2 separate regions of the Bos taurus genome follow, and region 1 is linked to region 2. The links are chromatin contacts, called in public Hi-C maps. All regions are on one chromosome and are shown on one strand. The core of a region is the stretch at or near the end of the contact, and the rest is flanking DNA. Distances in the headings are between cores, read along the strand shown.

Region 1 (2,700 bases), core at 153-2,652, 190 kb before region 2:
ATTCCTATCACAGAAGAGTGCTTAAAATGCTAAAGAGATGATGCTGGCAAGATGCCAGTTATTGTGTCTGGAATGTACTGCACATCAGCCTAGGCTAGTGCATTATCTTATTGTTATTATTATTTACTTCTACTGTCACTAGAGCAATTTCTGCATGTTTACTAGGCTATACATGGTAAGTAGGCAGAATTCATATCTAATTCCTTTTTATCTCCCATAGCAGCACAATGACTAGCACATAAATAGCCCTTGATAAATATTTATGAAATGGTTTTTAATTATTAATATATGAATTTGATTTATTAATAGTTTCTTAATGACTTTAATTCTCATTAAATTATTTGTTTAAGAAACATTTGACTAAATTCTTTTTTTCTCTCTTGGACTCTTTTTCCCATGGGTTTTAGCCAAACTCCATGAGGCAAGAGGCAGGGTGGCACTCTTTTGATAGGGTGAAGAAGAGGGGTTTGAAGTCAGGCAGAACTGGATTAGACTACCTGCTATGTGGCCTCCTGGACTCAGGCTTTTCCTCTACAAAACGGGGCTAGAGTCCGTGGTGTTGCAAAAGAGTTGGACCCAACTTAGTGACTAAACGGCAACAATATTTGTAGTAATAATACTGATGACAATACATACTTTGTAGATTTGTGATGCTAAGCCCTTCATCTATATTATTTCACTGATTCTCACAGACACCTAGGGAAGGACATGTTGTCATCAACTGTTAAGTGGTCTCCTACGGGGAAACAGAGGATCAAACCAGGTGAGATGAGTGAAGAGCCTGGTCCGTAGAAGAGGCTGATGACATTGCAGCCCATCTTCCTCTCCCTTCCTTCATGTCACGGGGCACTAAAATGCAGAGACATTCCAGCCACACAGTTGCGGAGGACTGGGCTGAGCATCCCAGTTCATCCAGGTGGTTCCTGGCCTGTGCCATTCCCACTGGGCCCTAGAGCTTCCATTGGAGGTGCTTGGAAGATGTTTTTGCATTTATATGAACCCCTCCCTCGCTCTCTAATCCATCTTCACCTAGCTGTTTTGGGGCCAGGCAGAATGAGTCAGCCAGTCACAAGCCTGCTCTCAAGGCCAACTTGCAGGTGATGGAGACAAATGCCACACTCGACCCGGACATAAAGACCTGCCTGGATTGGCAGCCCTTATGTTCACGTCCCTGGAAGCACCCTGCCATCGTCCTTATAAAAGAGCCAGCACTGTCTGCCCACCAGCTTCCTAGTGGGTAGTAGCTTACTGTGGAATCAGTTTGAGGTCTTATTGAAGCTGCCTTTTCTTTTTTAAAATAGCTGATGGTTGAGCCTTGCTGAGGGCCAGAGCTGAGTCATCTTCGGCGTAAGCTACTCTCACGTCTGCTGCCAATTGCCAGATGGGCACTCTCTGCTTTTCTGATGCAAGGGACAGCAAGCTTCCATCTCTGAGTCAATGTCACCCTGCTGGCTGGCTCTGTCCACACAGTTCAATAAAACAATTTAGCCTGGATAGAGGGAATGAGCATGAGGGGGGGAGAGAGAGGGAGGGAGGGAGAGAGTTGTTGCTGGTGGAAAGGGAGGGAAAGAGGGAGGAAGAGATTATCCTTAGACTCTAGGATGAAACCTGAGTCCTCCAGTTCACATACCTGGCATGACCAGGCAGAATGAAGACGTCTCATTTGGAGTCACCCCTGCCCCCTGCTCTCCACCCTTGCTGTCGCTACTCAGAATCTGGGAATCATGCCTCAAGGAAGAGTTTTGACTCCCTGCCCTAAGCCTTTGTTTCTGTAGCATCATGACTAATAACTCGCAAGGTTGTCTGGGGACTAACCTACCTAATATGAAAGAGTCCCTGCCTCCGCCTCTGACTGCCACCCTCAGACTGCATTGAGACCCGGTGTGGTCCACTTTCAGAAGCCAGTAAACTTCCTAGAATGTTTCATTCTAATAATGTGATTAATTGTGCCTATTGTTTAATATTTGTCACCCTTACCAGAACAGGACATAGGTAGGTGTGTGAATAATGTCAGCCTTCTTCACCACTCTATTTTGTCTGTCTAGCCAAGTGTCTGGCAGCAAGGGTAGGTACTAAAGTAATAGTTGTTGAATGATTACACTGAAAATTGTTTGAACACATTCCTAATGGGTTTCCATCAGTCCCTTGTATTTGGTTATATCCCGTCCCCAAACCATGCAGCTCAGAGGTGATGGGGTAATCTTTGTAAAGTACAAATCCTACTTTTCATGCCTTTCCTTAAAGTCCTGCTCCTTTACAGACAAGGAATATTCCAGCTACCCATTTTCAACCCCTGGTCTTTCCTCTTCGTAATTCAAGCTCTCACCATCCCAGAGTTTTGGGGTGGTTCCAAGACATGGCACTATTTAGAGCATCTCCATCTTTTCACATGAGATTCCTTCTGCCTTGGGACTTCTCTGGTGGTCCAATGCAGTGGGGCTGGGTTTGATCCTTGGTCAGGGAACTAGATCCCACTTGCTGAAAATAAGAGTTTGCATACCTCAACTAAAGAGCCCACGTGTTGCAATGAAGAATCAGTGCAGCCACATAAATAAATAAACATTAAAAAAAGGTTCCCTCTGCCTGAAATGTCCTCTTTTGTTTGGAAGTCTTCTTCATACTTATTCTTTTTTTTTTTTTTTTAGCCATATAGCAGGTGCAATCTTAGTTCCCTGACCAGAGATCAAACCCATGGCTGCT
Region 2 (2,700 bases), core at 85-2,584:
ACTAATTATTGATTCATCATCTAGTATGGACTGCTCAATCATGAACCCAGAGCACATTTCAGAGGAAGCAGGGTGGTGTTGAAAGCTGCATATCTACCTTCTGGTATCTTAATTTCTTCTATATCCTTTTCACTGCTTGCTGGCCAGTTCAGTATTAAACTGAAGCAAAGGTAGTTTCCAAATCTACATCTCTGTTCTAGCCACTACTGATAGGTGACCTATTCAAGGTGGCATGACTGCATTTGTCATTTTCAGCTGGCATCAATTCTGACTAATTAGTGCCCACACTATAGCATTCTACTTTCACCCCTGGTCTTGGCAGGTCTTCAACCTGGAAATAATAAATAGGCTTTTTGAATTAGCCTAGCTCAGCTGGACTGTGCTAGGCTGTGATATCTATGTCAGAGCATAGATACATTATTTGGTAAAAGACTCTTCTTTCTTTCCCTCCAAAAACCCAAGTGTGGACTGGCAGAGACCTCTGCCATGGTAGGTATGATGAGTAGAACAATTTGAGATGAGTGCAGAGGAAACAATGGAAATCATGTATTAGTCAAAAACCCTGCAGAACTTCTTTGAATTAAGATCTTATAGTTAAGCGTACAGTAGAGGGGATTTCCCACTTCTACCCCAGCAATCCTGGGAAATTCTCCAAAGTTGCTCAGTCACTTCAGTTGTTCTTCATGAATGAAGTCTATAAACGTAGGAACCATTTTTCCTTCGCATGCAATTCAATGAAGAAGACAATTTGCCTTCTACCTATAAAGATCCCATGGTAGATACTGAGGTTGGAACAATGCATATGTGATCATATTTAATTTTAATAAGAAAGTCATGTGAATATATGTTTGCTCTAATTTTGCAAATGAGAAACTTGAGTGTGGGATAGTTAATTATTACAGTAAAGATTATGCAAGTGGAAAGTGGCAAAATGCAGTTTCAAAGCCAGATCTTTCCTAATATCATAGGACATGCTTCTTACTTATTCAACACTGACTCTTAAATATATTTTGATAAATGAAGAACCTTGAAACACAAATTGTATATGTCTTGCCAAGATTGTAGTTCTGATTAGATATATAGCTGGGCTTCAGTTAATATCTGTTGGGTTGTCTCTTCTTGAAGAACCCTTTCAAGTATTTTAGGAACAAGAGAAAGAAACTCAAGGTGAAGGTGACTGACTGTCACATTTAAACTGTTGAAATTTAAGCACAAAAGAACAGGGCTCATTTGTAAACAAACCTATCTGAACTTACCAATATCAGTGGGAACCAAGTCCTCACCAGACTAATTCTTTTGGAAATATGCCCACTTATCCCAGCAGTGCTGAGTGGCAGCAGAGAATAAGCGTGGACTTTGAAATCACAGGACCTGTGTCAAACTCCAAGTTCACCACTTTCCAACTGCTTGAACCTGGGATAAACTTTTCTGTCTCTGAATCTGGATCTAGAGAAACATGCGGTTGCATACTCATGCTGTCCTTTATAGTACTGCTTCTGATCATCTTCTTCCCTTCCTCTCACAGTCTTTCTCTCTCTTCCCTGCCTGTCCTTCCTTTATTTTTCTTTCAACCATGAGTATTCAAAGCCCTTTCCAGCCACATCTTCCCTGATATGTTTTATCATGACAATACTGTTTCCTAGCAGGATGGTGTTTCTCATCTTTGTGCCTCCTTTACCTCTTATGGCTGGAATGGCTTTCATTTCTCATTGTCTTCATGAGATTTTACTTGTCCTTGAAGATCTAACAGAAGTATCACATTTTCATTGCCATTATCTCTATTTCCCTCTTTATTCTTCTCCAAATACAACTGCTTTCTTCTCTCTGGTCAAAGATTCCATCTTCAAATATTGAATATTTAACATCTCATCATGTCTGGCTCATTAATGGGGCAGAACTGTTGTCAGATATCTTATAAGAAGGATTGAGATATCTTATGGAAGATAATGCAGCAGAGTAAAAAGGCCAGAGAAAGAAGTCTGTTTTAGCCTTTAGAAGCAAGGAAAACAGTGTGGTGTCTACCAGTAGGCTCAATCCTGCCCTCTTCCCATACCCCTGTTCCACTCATTCTTTGGTTCTAGACTGGATTTAATCAAAGATAGATTTCATCTTAATTGCAATATAATACTGACTGGTTGTACTTGCCTAGGATAATGAATTAAATGGAATTTTGCATCTGTAGCCAAGTTTAGTGATTGATTAATGATGTCTCATGATTGATTAATGATGTCTGCCAGGATCTTAGAAAATTAAAATGGCCACACACGTATGCACGTTCACTATCCCTGGACTAGACAGTTTCTGAGTCCACATCTAGTGCTCAAAGTTTATAAATAAGAATTAATCAAATCTGACCTCTATTTAATGCTTCACGAATTATTCTGATGTCTACATTATGAAGATCAGTGCCAGTGAATTGTTAACAAAGATTTCTGTGTTCTGGACTGTTGTAAAACTAGTTGTGTCTGTTCTTGTTCTTAGGCTGCTTCATATTTAGCACTTCACAGAACAGGCTTATTAACTAAAGTTATCTAATATTATTATTTTCTTCTATGCATGATGAAATCCTATCTGTTTCATTTTGGTTTGACCTGAGAGATGCTAGGTTCTCTTCGGTATGAAGACTCCTAAGGGCACACTGATGAATAATACTGGTGACTTTACTAATGTGTTCCCTATCATTTACAGTAAAACAGGTGT

Evidence for each region. A called contact is a pair of places that touch in the nucleus more often than the background predicts.
Region 1: a contact with region 2 is called in a Hi-C map of liver, with 2.2 times the contacts expected there. The contact joins two enhancer-like sites. A contact is called at or near these places in 2 of 11 Hi-C or Micro-C datasets (liver and skeletal muscle).

What each region holds. Positions count from the first base shown.
Region 1 is chr14:12,071,578-12,074,277 of ARS-UCD2.0, reverse strand. No RefSeq gene overlaps it. Among named protein-coding and RNA genes, the nearest start is that of TRNAC-GCA, 290 kb to the right of the region's middle. Within about 2 kb of position 1,402, at least 15 of the 102 cell types and tissues checked have an H3K27ac peak or open chromatin away from gene starts, as enhancers often do. A contact at or near this core is called in liver, where this site is marked.
Region 2 is chr14:11,879,380-11,882,079 of ARS-UCD2.0, reverse strand. No RefSeq gene overlaps it. Among named protein-coding and RNA genes, the nearest start is that of TRNAC-GCA, 100 kb to the right of the region's middle. Within about 2 kb of position 1,334, at least 1 of the 102 cell types and tissues checked has an H3K27ac peak or open chromatin away from gene starts, as enhancers often do. A contact at or near this core is called in liver, where this site is marked.